2 separate regions of the Gossypium hirsutum genome follow, and region 2 is linked to region 1. A link is a contact called in public Hi-C data. All regions are on one chromosome and are shown on one strand. The core of a region is the stretch at or near the end of the contact, and the rest is flanking DNA. Distances in the headings are between cores, read along the strand shown.

Region 1 (6,341 bases), core at 2,231-4,730:
CAGGGGGTAGAGGTGGCGGAGTTGCAAGATTTTCTTGCTTGAAATCATTGAACCATTGGTTCATCATTCCAAGAAATACATTTTTCATCTCATCACCAATAGATTGTGGAATAGACGCACTATTTCTTGCCTCAAGATTCGAAGCTTGAACATTACTTTCAGCTTCATTAACTATAACTCGATTCAATTTAGGTAACATCTTGGATCTATAAGAAATAAAACGTTAGAATAGATTAGAAGCATCACACTATCACAGGGTATATATGGCATGTATATATTAAACCTTCCTTTGCTATGTTAGTCCTAGAATCGGCTAAATCGTAGCTTTGATACCACTAAATGTAACACCTTTAACCCGTATTCGTCACCAAAATAGGGTTACAGAGCATTATCGAATAAAGTAACCTAAAAAAATTTATTTCCAAACATTTCAATAAACATAGCATAATCCAATTATATACATGCATATCGTCCCAAATCAAGCCCTCGAGGCCTTAAAATCACTTTAGAAACAATTCGGGACTAAATCAGAAACATTTGAAACATTAAGGAAAAAGTTGGAAAAATTAAACTGCAAGGGTCACACGGTTGCGTGGCCAGGCCGTGTAACACACACGGCTGAGACACATGCTCGTGTTTCAGGTTGTTTAACAATTCAAATAGGGACATACAGCCGCGTCCCAACCCGTATCTGTGCCCATGTAACTCTCTGACTTAGGTCAGACGGCCAAGCCACACGCCCGTGTGCCGAGCCATGTAACTTTCAAAATGGTCTCACGCGCTCGTATGTCAGACTGCCTGACTTGCAACTTTTAAAACCTATAGGGGACACACGGCCGTGTATGACACACGGTTGAGACACACGCCCGTGTCTTAGGCCGTGTGGACAAGAAATTGGCCAAAATCAAGCCATTTCTTTCACCAATTCCTAACATGCACCTACAAGCCATTTAAATATATGATTAAGGCACCGAATCATACCATAGCATGCGTAATATGACCAAGTCAATAGGCCAAGAATACATCCAACCAATAATTACAACCAAGCAAATATACTTAAACTTATGCATAATTGACCATAATTCCAACATAATTTTTTGTAATATCATCTCAAAGCATACCATAGTTGAGACCATTTAAAGCATAGCAACTTAAATCACCTACAAGCCAAAACAAACCACAAGTGTTTACTTTCATACCATTCTAACTAAACCAAAAAGATGCCTATTTACAATCTTAATAATGTACCTAACAACTTAGTTTAGTATTTTGCCATAATGTACCATTACAACCTATATAGCCACATATACATGCCACAACCCTTAAAAGCAGAAGAACTACCAACATCGATGGATAGTGTGAGCTGAAGACTCGATCCGTCCAAAAGTCAGCAATTACGATCTACAAAATAATACACAAAAACGTATAAGATTATAGAGCTTAGTAAAAACATGGTATATCTTCTAAATTAACAAAAATTGAATGCAACTCATTTTACTCGATTTGAAGTTACCAAAGTGTAAACAAGGGCACGTATATGTTATTTAGGGGTATCGAAGTACAAACAGTGGCACGTATGTGCAATTTAGAGGTACCAAAGTACAAATAGGGGCACGTATGTGCTATTTAAGGGTACTAAAGTACAACCAGGGGCACATATGTGCAATTAAGGGGTACCGAAGTACAAACAGGGGATAATTCAATGTAAGCAATTAATGACATAACTATATTGTAAACAAACAAGTAGAAATTCAATTATGTATAGAAATACTATGAACTTACATTAACAACTAAAGCGTAAAAGTACGATCGAGCTGATCTGTGATTTTCACCTTTCCTCGGTTTAGATCCGGTTGAGATTTATCTTAATCTAAATAAATATTTATATTCAATTAAGTGTTTCAATCAATCTCAAACATTCAATTCAATCCATAATCCACATTTATACATGATTACAATTTTCCCCTAACATTTTAACCTTTTTTACAATTTAGTCCTTAAACTCATAAATTGAAATCTAAGCATTTTCATCCCTAAATCATGCTAGCCGAATTTATTATGAACCCTAAATCATCATTTCACAATTTAACCATGATATTTTACTACATTTACTAATATGTCCTTAAATGACATTTTCATCAAAAAATCACTTTATAAAACTTGTTTATTTAACAATAAGGACTCATAATCTTTCATTAAACTTCAAAAACCGTACAAACATGTTCATTAAAAAACCTTAATCCTTTAACAGTTTTGCAAATTAGTCCCTGGGCTAGCTAGATTAAGCTACAACGATCCTAAAAACATAAAATTTATTAAAAAACAGAATCAAAACACATACCATGGAAGCAAAAATGCCATGGACTAACCCTAGCTATTCTCCCTTGTTGAAAATCGGTTGAAGATGAAGATAGGAAGATGATATCTCATATCTTTCTTTTGTTTTTATTATTTTAACCTTATTTACTTAATTACATTTTTAACCTTTAAAAATATTCTTAATTTCAATAAAACCAATCCATGGATGTCCACTAACTATCTCAATGGTCTATTTACCATCTAAGTCCTTTTACTTTAAAGTTTCATAGCTATTTGATACCTTTAACTACTAAAACTCTACTTTTGCACCTTTTACAATTTAGTCCTTTTCACTTAATTAAGCATGCAAACGTCAAAATTTCTTAACGAAAATTTCATACGACCTTACTAACATACACAAACACTAAAATAATAATAAAATAAATATTTACTCATTAAATTTGTGGTTCTAAAACTACTATTCTGATTTCACTAAAAAACGGGTTGTTACCGCTTCAAATGAGACATGATAGTTGGCATCATAAGTGATGGTTATTGAGTGAGACCCATATGAGTGTATAATTGAAGAGTCGTTCTGAGGGTGCGTTCAAAAGGTTGTCCATAAGAAGTTATTTAAGGAGTGACTTTGAGAAGTGAATGCCTGAAGAATGTCTCCAAAAAACTGAAGGTATAACAATTGAAAATTTTATATAATTAGATGAATAGAATAAAAACATTTTAATAGTTAAGTGAATTCCATGCAATTTAACTACTAAGGGTACTTTGTAATAGTGGATTACAAATTGATATGGTAATAAGCTAACGTCCTTCGAGATTTCCTTGCCATAAATAGTATTTTGATGAAGGAATAAGAAGTAAAAAGAAGAGAAAAAGGAGTGAACTAAACTTAATCATCAATAATGGGATCTTAAAATAAAATAGATCATGGCTTCTTGTACTTTAGCAAACGTACAAAAACAAAAGAAAGAAACAGAAGTGAAAAATAGTGACGTCTCTTTCACGACCATGGATGAGCTGTCCTCATTACTTTCCCAAAGTTTCTACACACCCTCCACATGGCACCCTTGCATTCGCTTCCCAGACGGCTTATAATTCACTCCTTGTTTCCTGGGGGACACGTGTGTGTTGACGGTGGCCGTCACGGAGATCTGTGTTTATCTTGTTTTCCCGTTCCCTTTCCATTTCGAGTCCAGCCTAAGTGGGGGACCGCACATCGCTTGCTACCTAATGCCATGACAGACTAACGGCGTCTCGACCGTTAACGTGGAAGGCCAAGATATTGGCTCAGCCACGCGGTGACAAACTACTGGTCCATGGGTCCCACCTAAAATGTTGTTTGATCTGTGGACGGTGGTGGGACATGTGAAGTCACAAATTAGCAAAAATAAAAGATTTTACATTTATTAAAAATTCTATTCCACTTAAACGGGGTGAAAACTATAATATACAAAAAAATAATAATAAAACATATAATTCAAATCTCAATATATATAATTTATTTATTTATTAATAAAACATAAAAGATTAAAGTATCACAAAATAATATTACTTATTTTAAATACAGAAAGATATTTCTGTAATTTTCTTAATTTAGTTGATACCTATTTAATTTGCAATACCAACTCAATTAAAAATTTAAATAATAATATAAATATACAATTGGTTGAAGTATAACGTGTGAATAATAAAATTAAAATGTACAAAACATTTTAAATAAAGTTTTAGTTGAGTGGTAAATTTTAAATTTAATTAACTTAAATGTTATGGGTTCATATCTTATCATATCCAAATTATTCAATTATTTAAAAAAATATAAAAAAAGATTAAAGTACCTAGAATAATATAACTTACTTTAAATACGAGAGATTTGATACGATCCAAGTCAGGAATGTCCGTGTTTCGGCTCACAAAGCGAGGCTCGCCATCCTTGCAAGCTCGACTCAGCTCAATGGAGCTCAGTTCGGCTTGATGCTAGCTCATTGAGCTAGATTCCATTTTATTTTATTTTAATTTCATGCATTTTAGGTTGCTGGAATAAAACATTAATTATTATTAGTTATCTTAGTCATTATGGTTTGAGTTTTTAGTTTGTGTCATAAATTAAGTAGAGTTTAAATATGCATTAATCTGAACATCTTTATTGTGTCTTGGGTTTATTAATCGTATTTTATTTAGTACAGAAAATTAATATGTCTTAAGTCTATTAAATTTGTTCTAATTAATACAGCCTTTTAATGTGTCCTAGATTCAGACGTTTTAATTATGTCCAAAGTTTAGACAAATTTAATAAAGTCTAAATTGTGTCTAAGCCGAATTTAATTATGATTGTAGGGTGTTCACACCAGCTAATCAGCTAGCTACATGCAATGGACGGCATTAAAGGGTTGTTGATTCCTCTTTCCCATGTTTCTTTTTCGAGGAGCTCAATGGACAAAGAATGGCATTAAAACCCAGCTGTTGTTTTTCTCTTTTCTATGTGCCATTGTTCCAGTCAACACAACAGCCATTAATGTGCCGCCCAATTGAGGGAATGTATGAACAACATTTAGATGAGTTTTGCACCAATTAATGTTGCCATATATCAAGGAGCCGAATTAAAGAGCCCAGCTGTCTTTTTGAGTTTCTTTAGGAGACTTTTTCTTGGAAAATAATGACCATTGCTGCTCACATTAATTTGGCAGCCTCTTCTTTTCTCCCAATTGACCATACGGTCAAAATTCACTGTAATACCCCAAAAATTATTACAGTAAGAAAGTAATATAATATTCCTGATATAGTAAAATAAAGAAATAAAGTGATAAAAAAAGGTAATTTTGAGATATGTCAGCATTAAGAAGTAAATTATGACATATTAATTCAAGAAAGGATTAAATCGCAAAAGTGAGAGAAGTTTTGTTACCCAAGGGTAAATACTCAAAATTTGAGGGATTAAAGTGCAAATAAGAAAAAGTTGAAGGACCAATAGTTCAAATATTTTAAGGTTGGAATAATCTAGAAACTAAGGAAAATGGATGAATTAGGACCAAATTGAATAGGTGAAGAATTATGAGGGACTAAATCCTAATTTTACAAAATTAAGTAATGACTCAAGGATAGAATTTTAAAAGATCATAAAGGGCAAAATGGTCATTTAGAAGATAATGATGTTGTTGGAGATATTTTAGATTAATTAAATAAATAAATTTTAGTTTATTAATATTTTAATTTGATTTTTAAATGATATTTTATTATTTTATTATTTAGTATATATAAGTGGAAAGAAAGATGAAAAGAAACTAACCCACCATCTTTTCCATGCAATTCACGTTAGAAGAGAAGAGAAGAAAGAAAGTTTTGCTTTCTTTACAATTTGGTCCTTCCACCAAAAAAATTCACCATTTTCAATTAGAAATCAAAAGAATTTCCATAGCCATAAAGAGAGAAAGATAACAAGGAGACTATGGGGAGCTAGAATATCAAGTTGGATTCAAGAAATTGAAGCTGGAGGTGAGAGAAAATCAAGTTAAAGGTTGAATTAATAGGACAAGGTAAGAACATTGAGATTTCAATATATTTTTAAGTTTGATATTATTGAAATAGCATGGAAAAGATGTTATAGTAGAGTTTTCTTATATAAATTCTTATGTTCTTGATATATGAGGGAAGAGAAATAAGTGAAAGTGATAGGAAATATTATAGAGAAAGGGAATAAGGAAGTTATAAACTTAGTAATTAACATTTTGCACTAAAACAGTTTTGGACAGTAGCAGTGGGTTAACTTTGAAAAATCACTATAAATTGTGGAAATGAAATTAGATGATGAACAAAATATGGAATTAAATCTTACTTAGTCTAGTTTCTCATAGAAGAAACGATGTAAGTAATGGAATTGTAAATCATGAGATATAATAGATTTTGTGAGATAAGGTCAGAATGATTTCGGGTTCACCTGTTCTGACTTTGGAAAATCATCAAAAATTATAAAAAAATAATTATGGGTTATAATTTATATGTTTAAAATCCTTAAAGAGTTTGTTTTCAAT
Region 2 (6,151 bases), core at 730-3,229, 140 kb after region 1:
TTTCCAGAGTCTGCTACTGCCTCGACTGCTTCAATACTGGTTCCATATAAATTCCCATGAACAGAAGCAAACTCGAGGAATTTCCCATGTTTTATATCATTCTCCATTACATTTCGCTCGGTAAAATGGTAATGAACTCCATTCTTCTCCATGCCCCTTGGTGCACGAGTTGTATGGCTGACAGAAAACCCAAACATAGACGGGAATTCCTTCATAAGCATGTTTATTAATGTCCCCTTACCAACACCAGATGGACCACTAATAACAACCGGCTTTTCCGCCTCGCCAGTCACACCTTTACTCCAGGCAACAACTTCAGTCCCAAAATCTTTCTTTTGTTCCTTAACATACTCGGTGTCCACCTACCGATATAGAAAAAATCAAACAATTATTACCATCAAAATGTTCAGATAGTTTTTATGCAACCACAAGCACTGAACTTTATAATGTACAGAAAATATCATCAAAGGATCTTAAGTTTTCAAAAATACCAACCTCAAGAAACCAAATGCAATCATCCGGGGTGGAACCCCGAATGCTAATCATTATACGATCTTCATTTAAAAGAATGGCAGAATGGCCCTTACATGTCTTCGGTTTTGTTCCCAGGACTGTAGGAATCACCCTGAAAATGTTACCATAAACAATTAATTAGTAACTCTAAAACTGAAACCAAAGAGGAAGAAATTTGTGTTAGCTACAAACTGACCATTTCCCAGTAGATTTGTCATAAATCTGAATTCCAACAGATGATGTGGAATCACTGTTTGCCCCACCAATTACAAACTGCCAGTAGAAAATCCACACAAATCTTCAATCAGATAAAGGTGATTGAACACCTCACGTAATAGACAACAAAGAGAAGCACTTTATGATAAAAGAACACCAAATTAGGCATTAAAGTATCATACTGTTTTGTCACCAACGTCGGTGAAGGTCTCAAAGCCTTTGGATTTTAAGCCAAATCCGTTTGAAAATCCATTTTGTAGATTATCAACAAAGAATGCTGGGGCTTCTCCCTGATGACCAATAACCAAAATAAATCAAATCACAATTAAGCCACTTTTTCCACCTTTGCTAAACCATAAAACTCAATAGCCTGCTAGTACCCCTTTCTTTTCCTGAGTAAATAAAAATGAAAACCAATTTTCACCCGAAAATATCTATATATAAAAAGATGATAGGCTCACCATGGAGAACCAATGCCTCCAAAATAAGATTCCCCCTGATCAATACACATGGAGAGATAAGAGATCAAATAAAAGGAACTCGTATTTTTTTGGATCTATCAAACAATAAAAGAAGGAATCATGGATGGCATTGAATCAATACAATTTACATGTCAAACAAGAAACCAAAATCGAAGGTAAAAGGGAACCATTTTTTAGAGGTATAACAACTAATTAGATTTCTGAAACCAAAACCCAGATTCCAATCTAGCATTACAATGCAAAACATAAAAGTATAAACAGACAGGAAAAAACAACCAGAAATCAGAGATACAAGCTAAAATAATAATGTTTCAGTTGGTTTTTACGTCGAATTTCAAACAACCCAGGTCTCAAAAACGAAAGATAGAGAGAATAAACTTTAAAAAAAAAAAAGCCAGATGCAATAACATGGTTAAAAAATAAATATAGGCGAAAAAAGGCTCGAAAAGAACGAAACAGATTGGTTAAACACCAAATTCATACCTTTGATAAGAGAAGAAAACAAAACAAGTTTATATTGGCTAGGCGGAGGATATTTCCCAAAAGGGATAGTATTATTAAAAAAAGAGAATAGGAAGAAAAATGGATATTTTTCAGCTTTGCGATATTCGTTTGGCCAAGTATTGGGAGTTAAATCAGATCAAAACATGGGATTCGGAAAGGAGAAGAATTGCAAGGAAAGCTGAAATCCAATCACTCTTTTTATATTGGTGAAGAGAAAGAAAGAGAGGTAGGCCTTTTCTTTTTCGGTTGCATTCAATTAACGAAAACAAGAAGACCCCGTTGGCCCGGCTCTCATTTTCATACGAGGCTGTTGGGAAGCTTCACTTTTTTTTTCCAAAAATAAAAAAACAATTTGTTTAATACTAGGAGTAGTAAGTTTTCTTTCTTTCTTTTTTTGAAATTATTATTTAATTTGTGCTGTTCTTTTAATGGCTCTTTTCTAGGGGAAATTTATTTATTTATTTAAAAAAAAAAGGAAAAGAACAAAAAAAAAATTAGAAGATTTTGGCTTAGAGCGGTCATAGGTTAAGATAACTATCTTACCAAATAAAGGGGTTATGGAATTCAATTTTGGTCTAAAAAGTGATAAAATTTTAATTTAATTTATTAAAAATTATAAAAATATAAGTTAATACAATAATGAAATTACATTTAGCTCTAAAAAAATACATAGTTATATTTTAGCTCCTCCAAAACTAATTTCTAGTTTCGCCTCTAGGTTATGGCAACTTCAATTCTCTCGAGTGAAGAGGAAGACGAACTACAGCGTAGTAGCGAAAAGGTCAAGCATGACCAAAATCCAAGTCCTCAAATAATTACTCGACCACTTCTATCCTACAATGATTCATTAATGGTGTAATGATATTAAAATCACTATGTTATAAAAGTGACACTAATTTGAGATCCTGCATAATGAATTTCTTTGTATAGTGAAATGAGGTATATAATCAATAAAAGAGAAGGTTGATGAGTGTCAAAAGAAGTTAAATCAAGAAGTATGACGTGATATATTAATTTAAAGAAAGGACTAAATCACAAAGAGTGAAAAATGTTGGGGCTAAAGTATAAATATTCAAAATTTATAGGGTTAAAATATAAATATAAAAAAGATAGACCAAAAGTGAAAATACCGTAAAGGTGGAAAGGAGACAAATGAAAATATAAAATTTTACTTAGGGCAAAATAGTCATTTTGTAAGAAAGATCATTTTGGAAAAATTACTAAAATTCCCTTGAAAGTGTAGATGAAATTTTAGCCATTGGATTTACTTAATTAATTATGAAGTAGGAAATATGGGCCCTTAGATCAAAATGATGATGTTGGTGATATTTTATATTATTTAATTATAATGTTAATAATATTTTATTAATATTTTATAATTTAAAGTGAATATAGAAGGAAGAAAGATGGAGAAAGCTTTTCATACTTTCCATTTGCTTCCAACGTGTATGAGAAATGGAGAAGGGAGAAACTATTTTTTTCTACAATTTAGTCCTTTTCTATAAAGTCTACTATTTTCACCCAAAATTAATTAGAATTTTCATAGCCACCAAAAAGAAAAAGTGAATTAGAGATCCTAGAGAGTTTGATTATCATATTGGAAGCAAGAAATTGGAGTTGGAAGTGGAGAAAGCTGAGAAGAAAGTGAAAAGATTAAAAAGACAAGTGAGAAAGAAAAGAAAGTGATAGAAATATTATAAACAAAGGAAAATAAGTGACAAAAGTGTGAAAGAATGAGAAGAGAAAGTGAAATCTAGCAAAAGAAAGGTAAGTACTCATATGAACTTTATTTATTTTCCAAAAGATTAATTTGAAGTATGTATAAATTAAGTGTAATGAATAAGAATTTAATTGAAAACAATGTTAGTTTTAAAGTATTAATGAAAAATAATATTTAGAAATTATAAGAATTAAAGAGAGAAAACTCAAATATTATGAGACATGAAAAGTGATAGTGGAAAATAAACTTGAAGTGTACATAAAGAAATAGAAAGAGGGGTTAAATTGAATAATACTCAAATGTGTAGCGTAATTGGAAAACAAGTGATCTTGAGTGAATATTTAATGTGTGATAAGCAAATTAAATAATAAGTAATTAAACTAGTGAAGCGACAAAGTAGTAAGTGACATTAAAGTATGAATAAGTGAATATTACAAATGGAAGTGAGTATGAGTAAATTTCATGACGCGAGGCTTAAGGCTAAAATTTAAGCCCATGGGCGTGTTAGGCTTACACTACCTCAAGGCCTAATAACGAGACAAAGACCAAACAAATCAAAGCAAGATTGAATAGTATCATATAATACTTTATTAAAAAGGCCTTAGACGGACATATGAGGGAAAATAAAAATCAAGAAACCAAATCTTGGTCCAATTATGCGGTTTTGGGAGATTTCAAGAATTAAGAAAATCAACATTTCAAATCTTGGAATTCTTGATCCAAGAAACCGAATCTTGAAGCCGATGCACAATGGATTACATGTACGAGCTTATGTCACGGACTTAGAATTTTTCCTCACAATCCGTGCAGCCTTAGGCAGTTTCTCACTCCCAAAAATGCCTAAGTTAGCCTAACTCTTACAAAATGAGGATTCAACAGAACTCCTCCTCAAAACCAACACAAATGAAAGAAACTCAAAGCCAAACAAAGATGAACGAAGAACGAAATAAGAACAAGCCACAGAAAGTTAAGAACACAAAAGAGAGAGAAGTTTGCGTGAATACTCTCAAGAATTCTTATTATTCTCAAAACTCAAGTGATTTACAATGAGGGGAGAGACCTTTATTTATAGTAGAGCCTCCCCAAATCCAACGGTACAGATCAAGTACATCAACGGCTAAGATTAAAAGGTATCTACAAATCAAATCTCTAATATTACAAAATCATATCTTCTAAGATTACATATCATATCTAAGATTGCATATCCTCGAAGATCATGTTTCCATATGTGTCAAGCTTGTAGATGGGCCTTCAATATCTTTAAGCAACGGGTTAGTTCAATCAGGCCAAATGACCTCCTTCTCACTTGATGGATCACACGAATGTGTCATGGTTGCGGGCTCCCATGCGCAACCCATGACATTTTCCCCCACCGATTCTAGCGACGCCTTCATCGCGTCCTTTGCATGGTACCGATCTATCTTGTCTTGGAATTGCCATAAGGCTTCGGCGGGTTCCCAACTTGTCTCACTATCGGGAAATCCCTTTCATCGGACTAGGTATTCATACTGCGGTCGATAGTACCTCCGTCTAATCACACGATTAGCCTCGATGTTTTCAACCTCTCTATCATAGGTAACTTTTACCCCCATTGGTGCTCGTTTGGACTTGTTCCGTTTTGGGTCTTCTCCATCTTCATGGAATGGCTTAAGCATACTCACATAAAATATTGGATGGAGTTTGAGTTTTTCAGGCAACTCAAGCATGTAAGCCACCTTGCCTACCTTCTTCACAACTCGAAATGTCCCCTCATATCATCGCACTAACCCTTTATGCAAACCATTATGTTGCAAAATCAGGTGTAGTTTAGTAAGGACTAAGTCACCAACCTGATATTACACATCCCTTCGATTTTGATCCGCCCACTTTTTATTGCGCTTACTTGCCTTGTGTAGACAAGCTCTAGCTAAATCGTTTGCTATTACCAATTTCTCGCAAATCGATAAGCTACTGGATTCGGTCCCGCATAACGAGTTGCAATAGCATTGGGTGTAAGTGGCTGTTGTCTCGTCAATATCTTGAACAAACTCTACTTTATCGCCTCACTTCTTTGTAAATTGTATGAAAATTGAGCCACATCCAACAACCTTGGCCAATCCTTTCGCGTGGCACTCACATAGTGTCGAAGATACATCTCCAACAACGCATTTACTCATTCGGCATCGGTTTATGGATGCATGCTGGTTGAAAAGTTCAAGTCTGAGCCCATTAACTTGAACAACTCTGTCCAAAACCGGCCTGTAAATCACCCATCTCGATCACTGATGATAGACTGTGGTACTCCCCAATATTTCACCACATGTCTAAGAAAAAAACGAGCTGTCTCCTTAGCGGGACACTCTTTGGTTGCAAGGATAAAAGTTGTATACTTCAAAAACCTGTCCACCACAACAAAAAAGCTTGCAAATCCATCAGATTTAGGCAAACCCACAATAAAGTCCATGGATAAACTCTCTCATAGGCGTTTCGAAATAGGTAAAGGTTGTAGCAAACTAGTAAGAGCCTTCAACTCGACCTTATCTTATTGGCACACCAAACAAGTTTTCACATAGGTCTCCACATCATCACCCATGTGAGGCCGATAAAATTGATCCTCCAAGAGAGCTAAAGTATAGTGTATACCTGGATGGCCAGCTCATCTTGAGTCATGACATTTCTTCATGACTTCCTTTCATAAATTCCCATGTTGAGGCACATATAGACGTTGCCCCTGAGT

Evidence for each region. A called contact is a pair of places that touch in the nucleus more often than the background predicts.
Region 2: a contact with region 1 is called in a Hi-C map of leaf, with 1.6 times the contacts expected there. The contact joins the promoter of LOC107949444 here to the enhancer-like site in region 1. A contact is called at or near these places in 3 of 34 Hi-C or Micro-C datasets (callus and leaf).

Annotation. Positions count from the first base shown.
Region 1 is chrD03:24,510,606-24,516,946 of Gossypium_hirsutum_v2.1, forward strand. No RefSeq gene overlaps it. Among protein-coding and RNA genes, the nearest start is that of LOC107950792, 20 kb to the right of the region's middle. Within about 2 kb of position 3,481, at least 3 of the 9 cell types and tissues checked have an H3K27ac peak or open chromatin away from gene starts, as enhancers often do. A contact at or near this core is called in leaf, where this site is marked.
Region 2 is chrD03:24,651,026-24,657,176 of Gossypium_hirsutum_v2.1, forward strand. It overlaps LOC107949444 (guanylate kinase 2), which reads right to left and starts at 1,980. Exons shown (of 11, transcript XM_016884097.2): 1 at 1,695-1,980; 2 at 1,191-1,225; 3 at 912-1,019; 4 at 710-786; 5 at 496-625; 6 at 1-362. The coding sequence starts at 1,193.